Linked DNA regions of Danio rerio: region 1 is linked to region 2. Evidence: chromatin contacts called from public HiChIP or PLAC-seq data. All regions are on one chromosome and are shown on one strand. The core of a region is the stretch at or near the end of the contact, and the rest is flanking DNA. Distances in the headings are between cores, read along the strand shown.

Evidence for each region. HiChIP or PLAC-seq counts read pairs in DNA pulled down with a chosen protein or histone mark.
Region 1: a contact with region 2 is called in an H3K4me3 HiChIP or PLAC-seq map of gastrula embryo, with 2.8 times the contacts expected there. The contact joins the promoter of naa80 here to the promoter of prkar2aa in region 2. A contact is called at or near these places in 5 of 18 Hi-C or Micro-C datasets (caudal fin, embryo, hematopoietic stem cells and 1 more) and 4 of 4 datasets of contacts at active chromatin or transcription factors (caudal fin, embryo, gastrula embryo and 1 more).

The regions. Positions count from the first base shown.
Region 1 is chr8:28,268,624-28,274,166 of GRCz12tu, reverse strand. naa80 (N-alpha-acetyltransferase 80, NatH catalytic subunit) reads right to left here and starts at 1,403. Exons shown (of 2, transcript XM_073910438.1): 1 at 1,167-1,403. The coding sequence starts at 1,219. hyal3 (hyaluronidase 3) reads right to left here and starts at 1,217. Exons shown (of 4, transcript NM_001128293.1): 1 at 1,167-1,217. It overlaps prkar2aa (protein kinase, cAMP-dependent, regulatory, type II, alpha A), which reads right to left. Exons shown (of 10, transcript NM_001077370.2): 10 at 5,250-5,543.
Region 2 is chr8:28,228,216-28,234,381 of GRCz12tu, reverse strand. It overlaps prkar2aa (protein kinase, cAMP-dependent, regulatory, type II, alpha A), which reads right to left and starts at 4,524. Exons shown (of 10, transcript NM_001077370.2): 1 at 3,878-4,524. The coding sequence starts at 4,130. It overlaps LOC141375638 (a long non-coding RNA gene), which reads left to right. Exons shown (of 2, transcript XR_012384374.1): 2 at 1,716-4,515.

The DNA of each region.
Region 1 (5,543 bases), core at 154-2,653, 43 kb before region 2:
ATATATATATATATATATATATATATATATTTAAGCCCAATCATGTGAGTAAATGACAGATGTTTCCTTATTTTACACAGAACATGAACATTTTTCTGTTAAGCGACATGCAGTGTGCTCAACAGTGTTGGACTAATCCTCTTGATTTCACAAACAAATGCAGTTATTTCTCTAACTTGCTGCAACAGCTGTCAGTTGTTTTTAACACCCAGTTTTCCTCACCATCATGTCTAAAGTCACTTTCACAGCCAGTAGCTTAATTAATAAAAAGCCAGATGCACATTTTAATTCACAGCGTTCGAGCAACAAACACATTCAATAGGAGTTTCTCATACATAGCACATATTAAAAATATATATCTGCACATGTACAAAAAAAAACATCAAAGGAAGTCAGGAAGCTGTGGGCTGGATGTGTGATTCCTGTGTTACACCACATAGAAGTCATGCTAATGTGAACCGTTTGAATAAAGACAGACATCTAAACTTACATATACAAAAATATATAGCTTTAACATTCATGTTTAGTTTAGACATGCTTTTCTTTAGTCTCTGGGCTGTGTCATTTCACAGGTCAGAAAACACCAAACTCACTAAATTTGGTACAAAACGTTGTGACATTTGAATAACATTTCATACATTAAACATTCAAAAAATGACATTAAAGTTCACCTAAATAAGAAGATTCTGTCAATAATTATTTGAACTCATCCTGTGTGATTTTCTTTCTTTCTTTCTTTCATGGAATGTAGAAGATATTTCGAATAATGTTAAAGCCCGCTGGCTTTCACTATATGGACTAAAGAAGAAAAAAAATTTAAAGAAAAAGAAAAAAAAATGAAAGAAAACAAAAAGTACTTTAGACCATTCTTCAAAACTTCTTCTTTCATGTTCCATGTGATAAAGCTACAGGCTTGGTATGACACAAAGTTAATTAGATGACAGAAGTTTCTTTTTTGAGGGAATTAATCATACTTTTGATGGCAAAAAAATAAAACTAACATTACACTAAACAATGTTAACGGAGACAGCATAGCGACATACAGCAATTTTTATTTTACTATTAAATTAAAAACAAAGAAAAACAAAAAATGCAAATCTTACTAAATCACAATAAACAAAAATAATAAAAATATCTAAAAAATGAATCAAAATAATCGATCTCACCTGCAGAGCTTAGAGACAAAACGGCCAGTTAATGTTTCAAAACTCTTTCTCATGCAACTGAGGCTTAAAATAAGGAAATGCAAGACATGTAAATGATCTCTTTCTCTGTACCGGGTAGCACTGGTCTGGGATTAGCTTAGCCAGTTATCTTGTAGTCGTTACAGACATTTTGATGTGGAGAAGACTGATTCTAGATCAGTAGTAGAAGGAAATGACTATTAACAGCTTTTTGACTTTACTGAGACAAGTGTGAAATGCTGATAGGAAGTATGTGGGCTCCGTGCTATCAATATTTGCAGGACCTAATATAAAATAACTAAAATAATAGTTAAAGATTTTAAATCTGGGGGTTAAGTTTGGAGCTTGTGTTGCATTGAGTTTGTTTCATTCAGACTGCAGGACAAAAATACATTTTCTGAAGCAAATCACAAACATAATTCTGACAATCCCCTTACAAAAACAGCATCAAAAACTTGTTTGTTTTTTTAAGTTACACCAAAGTTAACCACAAATAAACCATGGTTTTACTACTTTAACTATAGTTTATCTATTGTATGTCCAAGTAAATTTATGGCTATACTAACGTTACTGGTAATCGATGTGACGACAAAACATTTACTATAGTTACAGTTTACTATAATAAACCGCGAATCCGCGATTAATTTATTTAAGGTTAAACGGGAGCTAAAGAGAGGTTGATTCCACATTTTTTTTACAATTGAAAAGACATTGTAATCTGTCGTATTATGTTTATAACGTAACTTTCTAAAAGACAGTCTCTTGAAAACGTTATGAACTACATGCCTCAGCACACAAGACCACAACGCGACATTCGACTTCAAAACAAGTCTGATGCGGAGAGATAAATCAACAAACACTCATGATTCTCGTTGGCTGTTGACACATGCTGTGTATTTTGGGTTTAGTTTGAATCTATGTGATACCTACATGCTGGAAACTTTATAGCTGGCACAGCAGCAGCTGTTTTGAATCTCCCTCTTCTTCTGGTGGAGTAGATCAGACAGCGCCTTAGTTTACTTACTGCCACCTACTGGATATCCCGAGAGTTTCACACGATCTAAGTACAGTGTACAATAAGTATACTTATATTCTTTATAACACTTAATGTAGTTACAATAATCCATACGTGTATTATAAAATATTATTTTATTAAAATTAATATTTTACTACAGGCAGGCCTCGACTTTAAGTATTAATTTCTTTGTATGAGTTTGAAATGGACCTAACACAGTGACAAAGCAAGAAGCAAACTATTTGTTTTTACTCCGAGTGAGAAGACAACTCAGAAATGTCTCTGTGGCTCAATACAACCCCTTAGAAAAATTCTACCAAACACTGCAAAACAATTTAATGTTTTATTCTGAGATAACGGTTGGGCAGAACAAATGATCAGTAAAGGTATAGTTCCTTGGTCCCACTTTATTTAAGGTGGCTTTAACTACTATGTAGTTGAATCAAAAATAAATGAATATGAACTAACTGTTCATAATGTATGTTCTGGTGCTTCTGAGGTTGGATAAGGGTAGGGGTTAGGGACAGGTTTATTGCTATGGGTAAAGTTTAAGGGTGTACTGTATAAAATGCAGGCTTCGACACAATTCCTTCATGTTGTCCCAACACAAATTAAGTTAAATTAACCATCTTCATAAATTTAAGTTGACTGAACATAAAAATATCAGTTGTCCCAAAAAAAAAAACTTAATTATGTTGTTTCAACTCATTTTAAACAAGTAGTTTGAACAAGAAGGAAAAAGTTAAGGTGTAAGGATAAAGATAGTGAAGTGTGTAATTTCAGAAATTAATTAGATATAATTACACCCAGGTATTTAATCAATCATAAGTATAAAGTAAAACATGTATTTACAAAATAAGTACGTTGTATAAAAAGATTAAATTTGTTAAAGTATTCTACTTGTTTGGGCATCATTGTGGCGCAGTGTGTAGCACAATCGCCTCACAGCAAGATGGTCGTTGGTTCGAGCCTTGGCTGGGTCAGTTGGCATTTCTGTGTGGAGTTTGCATGCTCTCCCTGTGTTTGCAGGGGTTTCCTCTGGGTGCACAGTCCAAAGACGTGGTAGGTGAATTGGGGTATGCAAAAATTTTCCGTAATGTATGTATGTAAATGAGTGTGTGCAGATGTTTCCCAGTGATGGGTTGCAGCTGGAAGGGCGTCCGCTGCGTAAAACATATGCTGTATAAGTTGGCGGTTCATTCCACTGTGGAAACCCCAGATTAATAAAGGGACAAAGCCGAGAAGAAAATGAATGAATGAATGAATGAATTTTTGATTTATCCAACACTTCTCAGTGTGGGTCAATGGCGCCATAAGGATAGGTCTTCACAGATGTTCCTCAGAACTGTATTTGAGTCTGTTTTGCTTCCAAGATAAAAAGTTGGACTTGGGTAAGTAAAACTCCACTCATTTTCTCCAAAGGAATTTAGTTTTTTTGGACAATAATTGAAGACGGACCTGTTATGAGCTCAATGCTTGTTTAAATGAATATTAAAAAGCTGACATCTGTAAATGAATGCTTTTGTTTATCTCCATTGCTTCCCTCACTGAAGCAACAAGTACAGTCTTGTACCTTTTCCTTTTTGCCTGATTTTCAGATATTTCTTTGCTTCAAACCAAAGTTTGCAATCCTTTGATTTACCCCACAGCTGGTTGATTTATTTCACATTTAATAAACCCTTAACAAAGCTGTTTTTATTTTGCCTAAAAAGTGGATGGCTACTAATGTACCCTAATAGCTCAAACAATAATCACAGGGCTAATTTAGTTAGTCATTTTCTAAATAAATTCATGAATAGAAAATACAGATAGAATTCAAATGGGATCAAAGTTTTAGTTCACCTAAAAGTTATTAATTACTCACCCTCATGTCATTCCAAACCCTGAGAGCTTCATCTTCAGAACACAAATGAAGATATTTTAGGTGAAATCTGAGAACTCCCTCATCCTCCATAAAGAGCAGGGTTCACAATCATTCAAAGTCTAGAATGGCATAAAAAACATCCTCAAAATGGACCACATGCCTTTAGTGGTTCAATCAAAATATTATCATGCTATGAGAACACTTGTGTCCACATAAAACAAAAATAACTTCATTCAACATTTCTTTTCCTCAGTGCAAGCGATAACAAAAATATAAATTTGTATCCCGAAAATCAATAAAGGTCTGGGGTGTTTGGAATAACATCAGGGTCAATTGGCTGAACTAACACTTTAATATCAATAAAGTATGTTTAATACAATATCGTACCCAAAGTCCATCCGAACTCAGTCCTGGAGGGCTGGTGTCTTTGAGTGTTTAGCGACAACCCTAATTAAACACACCTGAACCAGCTAATCAAGTTCTTACTAGATATACTAGAAACTTGCTGGCAGGTGTGTTGAAGAAAGTTGGAGCTAAACTCAGCGGGACCCCTGCCCTACACCAATGGTCTCAAACTTAATTCCTGGAGGGCCGCAGCTCTGTGCAAAGTCTATCTCCAACCAACTCCATCTCACACCTGATTAATAATCTCTAGTTGTCTTGAACACCTTGATTAGTTAAGACAAGCTGTGTTTGATTAGGGTTGGAGCAAAACTGTGCAGAGCTGTGGCCCGCCAGGAATCCAGTTTGAGTCCTATGCCCTACACCAGGGGTGCCCAAACTTGGTCTTGGAGGGCGGTGTCCTCCTGTGTTTAGCTCCAACTTGTTTTCTAGTATCTTTAGTAAGAAACTTGATTAGCTGGTTCAGGTGTGTTTGATTAGGGTTGTCGCTAAACTCTAAAGGACACCTGCCCTTCCAGGACCAAGTTTGGTCACCCCTGCCCTACAACATAGGTCTCAAACTTAATTCCTGGATGGCCTCAGCTTTGCTCCAACCCTAATCAAACACAGCTTATTCAACTAATCAAGGCGTTCAAGACTACAAGACACTACTAGATCAGCTGTGTTTAATTAAATTTGGAGCAAAGCTGTGCAGAGCGGCCCACTAGGAATCCAGTTTGAGACACGAACCCTCCACCCTTCCCCAAACTAAAAGTAAAAAAAAATCCCAAATAAAAGCAGACACCCTGATTTATCCAAAGTTTATTAAAAGTACAATCTGTAAATGCTGAAACTAGCCAACCCTCGATGGTGTTAACCAACTAACAACAGCCAACTACCGCCCTAAAGGAAAAATAACACTCCATTTTAAAAACACTTGTATGGTGTCTCCAATGAAAAGAGAATGAACACAAAACTGATTCCTGACATTTAAATGGCACTGTTCCTGTAATTACAGACCGCACCTTCCAACACACACACACACACACACACACACACACACACACACACACACACACACACACACACACACACACAC
Region 2 (6,166 bases), core at 3,275-5,774:
GTTCACAGGGGGGGCGCGGGAGAGGATAAGTATTGAGGTAGAAAAAGGCATAAAAATGGTCCACTATTATAAAGGGCTTTGCAATTAATCGAAAATCCGATTTAGATTTCGGTTTCAAACGATTATAAAAAAGCATTAATCGAGATAAATGATTATTGCATCATATTTCGCCACAGTTGTACACGTGTTGCTCTTAAAAGCGCAAAAGAGCTTATGTGTGTGTGCAGCACGATCACGCAGTCAGAAGCATGCAGCCGGTCAGCATTCACTCTCATTCACACACTGAGACGAGCAGAGGAGCGCAGACATCTAAAGTCATTAACGTGAGCGCTTTAATGGTCAAATAGGTGTCAAAACGCGGTGTTTAGTGATTATTTACATTAACCCTCATTTGTGTAATAAACAAACGAGTTGAGGATCAAAAGACGTGAAAGAGAAACCATTAAAGAGATAGTGCGCTATAATCCTTCTGCCGCCTGTTTTTATTATTATTAAACAAACATAACGAGAAAACCTTTGCTGCTCTTGACTGAAGGATTGCTGTAGCTAAAGTGTTTTTCTTACAGTGAAGATGCTTAAAGCACAGTTTGTTTCATATTTTTATGCTATTGTATTTATTTCTCTTTCCATTGCAGGGTGGAAAATAACTGTATGTATACAGTTGAAGTCAGAATTATTAGCCCTCTTGAATATTAGCAAACCTTTTCCTGCCCAACTTCTGTTTCATGGAAAGAATATTTTATTAACTTATTTCTGAACATAATAGTTTTGATATCTCATTTCTAATTACTGATTTCTTTTTGTCTTTGCTATAATGACAGCACATAATATTTTACTAGATATTTTTCAAAATACAAGCATTCAGATTAAAGTGCAGTTCAAAGGCTTAATTAGAGTAATAAGGCAAGTCATTATAACGGTAGTTTATTCTGCAGACAATCAAAAATATATATTGCTTAAGTAGGCTAATAATATTGACCTTAAATTGGTTTCAAAATATTTAAACCTGTCTTTATTCTAGCTAAAATAAAACAAATAGATGAAAAAATATTATAGGAAATACTGTTAAAATTCCTTGCTCTGTTAAACATAATTTTTAACTGGCAATGGTTTTGAATAATCGTGATTACAATTATGACCAAAATAATCGTGATTATGATTTTTCCCAAAATCGAGCAGCCCAAAAAAAAAATAATAATAATCTAAACACATGCTTAAAATTCCAACATAATAGTGAAAATAATTAAAATAAATAACTTTAAATAATTATTTAAATTTTACTCACTCAGGCAATCTGCTTGTCAACATGTCGTAAAGGCAAAATTAAAACAAAAATGGCAGACAGACGTAAATGCTGTGATTCTTCAGAGGCGAATAAAAAGATTAGACAGTATGACAAAGCCTACCTAAATTTTGGTTTTATTGAAGGCCAAGAGAAGTTAAAACTGATTAATTAATATTTTCTATACATATTACTATATATTACACAAACACACACACACACACACACATATATATATATATATATATATATATATATATATATATATATATATATATATATATATATATATATATATATACACACAGTACATATGTGTGTGCGTGCGTGCGTGCGTGCGTGTGTGTGTATTTATATGTTGGGGGGGCTCCAGTGTTTGTATATGCTTATGGGGGGGGGCCCCAAAGAAAAAGGTTGGGAACCACTGACTTAGGTGATGGAGAGCTAAATTTTCACTACCTAAAGCTTGAAATAAAAACAATGTCAGACTACTGCTATAAAAGTAGGGCTGCACAATACGTCATTTCACGCAATGTGCACATCTGCAATAGTAACATCGCAAAAATATGCAATGTTGAGCCTGAATTATAGTTGAGCAGGAGCTACAGAATTGTATTTAATTCCTTTATTTATATTGAATGTATATAATTTATGCAAAGTAATTGTTACTTAGAATGTTTGTCTTGTTTCTATCCCAAATGTCTACATCAAAGCAAAGCAAAAACAAGATTTTACTCACCTTTACGGCAGATAACGTTTTTTGTTTTAAGGAAAAACACTTAAATTTGACTTATTTCTACTGACGGTAAAAACAAAACAATATTTTACTTGCTCTAAGAATTGTTTGATATTAAGACTAGAAATGAAAAAACAAAATAAGAAAAGCATTTTTTGCATTGTGATTATTCAATTTCTGTACCTGATTACTGTTAGACTCCACAGAAAACCATCAAATGGTGCTAGTCAAAATAGCACCATGAAACTGTAGTCATAACACAATATTTATCGTAGAAATAATCGCAATTTCAGATTTTATCAATGTCGTGCAGCCCCATCCTATAAAATTAAATAATAAACGTATAATCTATGAACTGTTCTAATTGTTCTTGCTATTTTGTCTTTTTACGTAGATTTCCTTACATCACCACAGGCTTCCATCATCGCAATAAGCTTGTAAGCACATGGGCACTCATCAAAATTGCCCTCACATTCTCCTAATGAATGACTAAAAGATATAGACTCACTGTAGTGCGCATTAGTTCCTTATTCTGCTCAAATGCATGACATTTTTAAAATTCATGTCATATGAAACTGTTCTTCTAACTAGGTTAAAAGAGAGCTACAGTTCCAACCACACACGTTTGCAATGCTGTTTGTAAATTGTGCTAAAACAACCACAGAGCAGTCAGACCAAATTAACAAACAATACTTACATATATACAGAGATTTGGTCTAACAGCAAGGCTCTTGCACTATAAAAAAGCCACTTAGCTCAATTATCCACCATTTTCAAAATGACTAAAATTTTAAAATCAGACAACTCGACTATAAAGATGTCATTTAAACTTCTCTTAAAACATCAGGTGATGGTTGGTTCAACAAAATTGTCTGAATATTTGATTAGGTAGAGATTGCAATCTACTGTTGCTCGATTATAACCACTGTGCATGTAAAAGTATTTTCAGTTCCATGTTCAGACATGATCATTTAACACGCTGCTTTACTACGGTATACAGCAGCAATGCATATTCAAACGTGAGAAGGGAATGATGCACCAGCTCAAATACAAACCACTGAAAGCACACAATCTTGAGTGATCTCAAATCAGATTTAGCACACAGATAGGGCTGGACTTCCTTATTCCGTTCAATAGGTTATGAAAACAATTACAACCTTAAATATCAAAACAAACAATTTATAATCCACACAAAGACATTCAGGTATTGCACACCCTGCGGCTTGATGAAATATGATTAAGCGATTTGTTCATGTGAACTAATCCCCCTATCCATTTCAACACTGCTTCCTCACGTGGCCCAGATTTCCCCCAATCACTTATTTTTTTAAGAATGCTTTAATTCACAAATGCTGACTTCAGAAATGTCTGCCAGTGAATCTGCTCGGGAGGCGCAGCTGTTCGCTCTGCACTACATGAAAGGAAAGAGGGGCTTGCTTTGATGTGCACGAGCGCACCTCTCTCCATTATGAAAAATCCCTGTTAGCATTCTCAATGGCCAGCCCGCATCCATTCATACAAGCAATTCATACTGCACGAATGGGTTAGCATCGCACTCACGCCACAAGCCGTCTCTATTCAAAAGGAGATGCATAAATATTAATGCAAATCCATTACTAGAGCATTTTAATTTTGCATGCATTCTGGGGATGCCTAGTGCAGGCTACTTGTCACCCTGTCAATCAAGCGCATGGATGAGAGCGAGTGCCATGGAAACAGCCTAGATAGGACCGTTGCTCACGTTACCCATCATCACTAGGGAAATCTGACACCCTTGTTAGCCGTGCAAACACACTATCCACTAAAACAAACGCAGTCTCATGAGTTACAGGCAGCTCGTTTAATAAAGAGGCACTCACGCTCAAAATCTGAGTCATCGTCCTCGTCATCTTCGTCCCCGTTGGACTCTGTCTGCATCGGCTCGCCATCAAACATCACTCCCTTCCCCCCGGTTTTGGCGGCGGCCCCGGACCCGTCCTGGCTCCTGGTGTCCCGCAGGCGGGTGAAATACTGCACGGCAAACTCCACCAGGTCCGGCGGCCTCTGGCGCAGCACCTCCACGGTGTAGCCTTGAAGCAGCTCCGTCAGCCCGACTGGAATCTCAATACTCATGTTTAAACAGTAGTAGGGGTTGTGCAGAGATCTGACCCTGTTCTAAATGGCTCCTGAACTATGGTACAAAAATATAAATCAAGTCCTTCCCGTATCAGTGCATGCAGCGGGTTACAGCGCAAGAAGCTCACGAGGGACTTAGTTAATTTTCGTAGCAAAGGTCAGCTGAATCCAGCCCAACACATAAGATTCTTCGGGTTTTTCTTTCCCAAGGTGGGAATTAATCAGGCCGAGTAGTAGAAAATAAAGGCTGACAGCTCTGTTTCCTCCTGCTGCTGCTGCTGCTGAACAGATCTCTTGGCAGGGATTCTGTACTGTACTGTGCGTTGATCCAATGGCTTTAAATTAAAATCGCCCCTCTATTGTGTAGAATCTTACAAAATAAGCGATGAATAGGAGTCAAAAAGTGGAGTTAATGAGATTAGAAGCTGATTAAAGCCAGGCTGAGTGTTAGCGGTGCAGCTATCTGAGTTAGCAGACAAGGCCTTGCCTTTGCTCCAAGCGTGTTTAGTTTCTGTGTCAGGCGTTTGGCTGCTTGATAGTTTGATTAAGGATATGCGAGAGAGAATGAGCCAGTCGCGTGAGAATGAACTATTAAATATGCTTAAATTCAAAGAGCTGTGTATGTTTAATGACAGCTCCGCCTGTCGATATCACCAGCGTCCCTCTAGTCCGTTTTCCTCCAAAGATTCACGGTTTTGCTGGTCGTTGTAAACACGGCAGGTGGTTGTGGAGGTGTGTGGGTAACAGGCTCTACGCTGTGTCGTCGCCGGGGGTTCGTCAAGGAGCGAGGCCGCGCCGGGGTGAGTGTGCAGGCGGCCCCGCGCTGACAGGGACACCGGGCTGGAAGGAGGCAGAGCAGAGCAGGCCTTCTAGTCTTGGTAAATCGGACAAGTGTCAGCTGTCACCGGAAAGCACGAAACGGCGCCCACGGAGACGACGACACCGGCACTCGCGCGCCTCCAAGCATGAAACTGCTACGAAAACCCTCGGTAAACTCCAACCTCTGTGAAGCTGTGGATAATCGCCTCGCCTGTCGCTGTCAGAGCCGCGGTCCTGAATGCATATGTGTCTGGACGTCGAATAAAACAAATTTCGCCATGTATGAGCTGAAATTTTCTCGTTTTTTTTCCTGTGAGAACAGACCGCTGGATCCTCCTGAGTTGCACACTCTCTCCTTCTCCACCGCCGCTGAGCCTCGGGGGCGCGGTCACAGAGTTCGAGAGCGAGCCACAACGTCAAACCCTGATGGATGGCGAGATGAACCAATCGCAAAGCAGCATGAGACACTAGCCCCGCCTCTTTGAAGCGTGCTTGTGCGAGATTTAGGAAGTGGGTGAAGATGAGTTATTTTGCGAGGCTGTTATGGGGTTCAGGGCCAATTCTGACCTCAGCGAGAACTCAGCGATGAGCAAAACACGGAATCCCTCTCTCAGTCAGTAATGCAAGTGAGTGAAGTAAAAACAAAAGTAGCCTACAACAAATCTAAAAGGTGGAGCTGTCACGACAAGAGTTTAGCCTATTCTGTGCACGCGTATGCCGCCATAAAACGTCAAACATTAACTTTTATCATCGAATATGATGTACGACATGAGTCGTTTATTAGGTCAACTTTAAAAACCCAAAGGCTACCACTGACTGAGAATTCCTAGAAGGGCTCGGTGGTCTAGAAGGCTCCATCTTAAGGAGAACTGATGAAATGAATATCCGCCAGGAGAGCAGGAGTTCCCTGTCAGTAAATATAGAGCAGTCGATCTATTCTCGGGTCTCCATTCAGGTCGCAGGTAAAGCCGTTGCCATGGACACACAGAACCACCTTTAAATCCTCCAGTCATTTCCTCGAGGTCCCCCTCGCGCCCCCTGCCGGATAGTAACAGCTCACCGTGAAAGCCGGATTTCCTCTTTTCTCGAAGGGATTGTTCACTCAGCGTCATGTAATTACAAACCTGTGTTTTCTTCTTCTGTGGAACACAACATGAGACGTGTCATCCTTTAGTCAGCATTCACTTATTATTCGCTTATGTAAGGTGTCATCC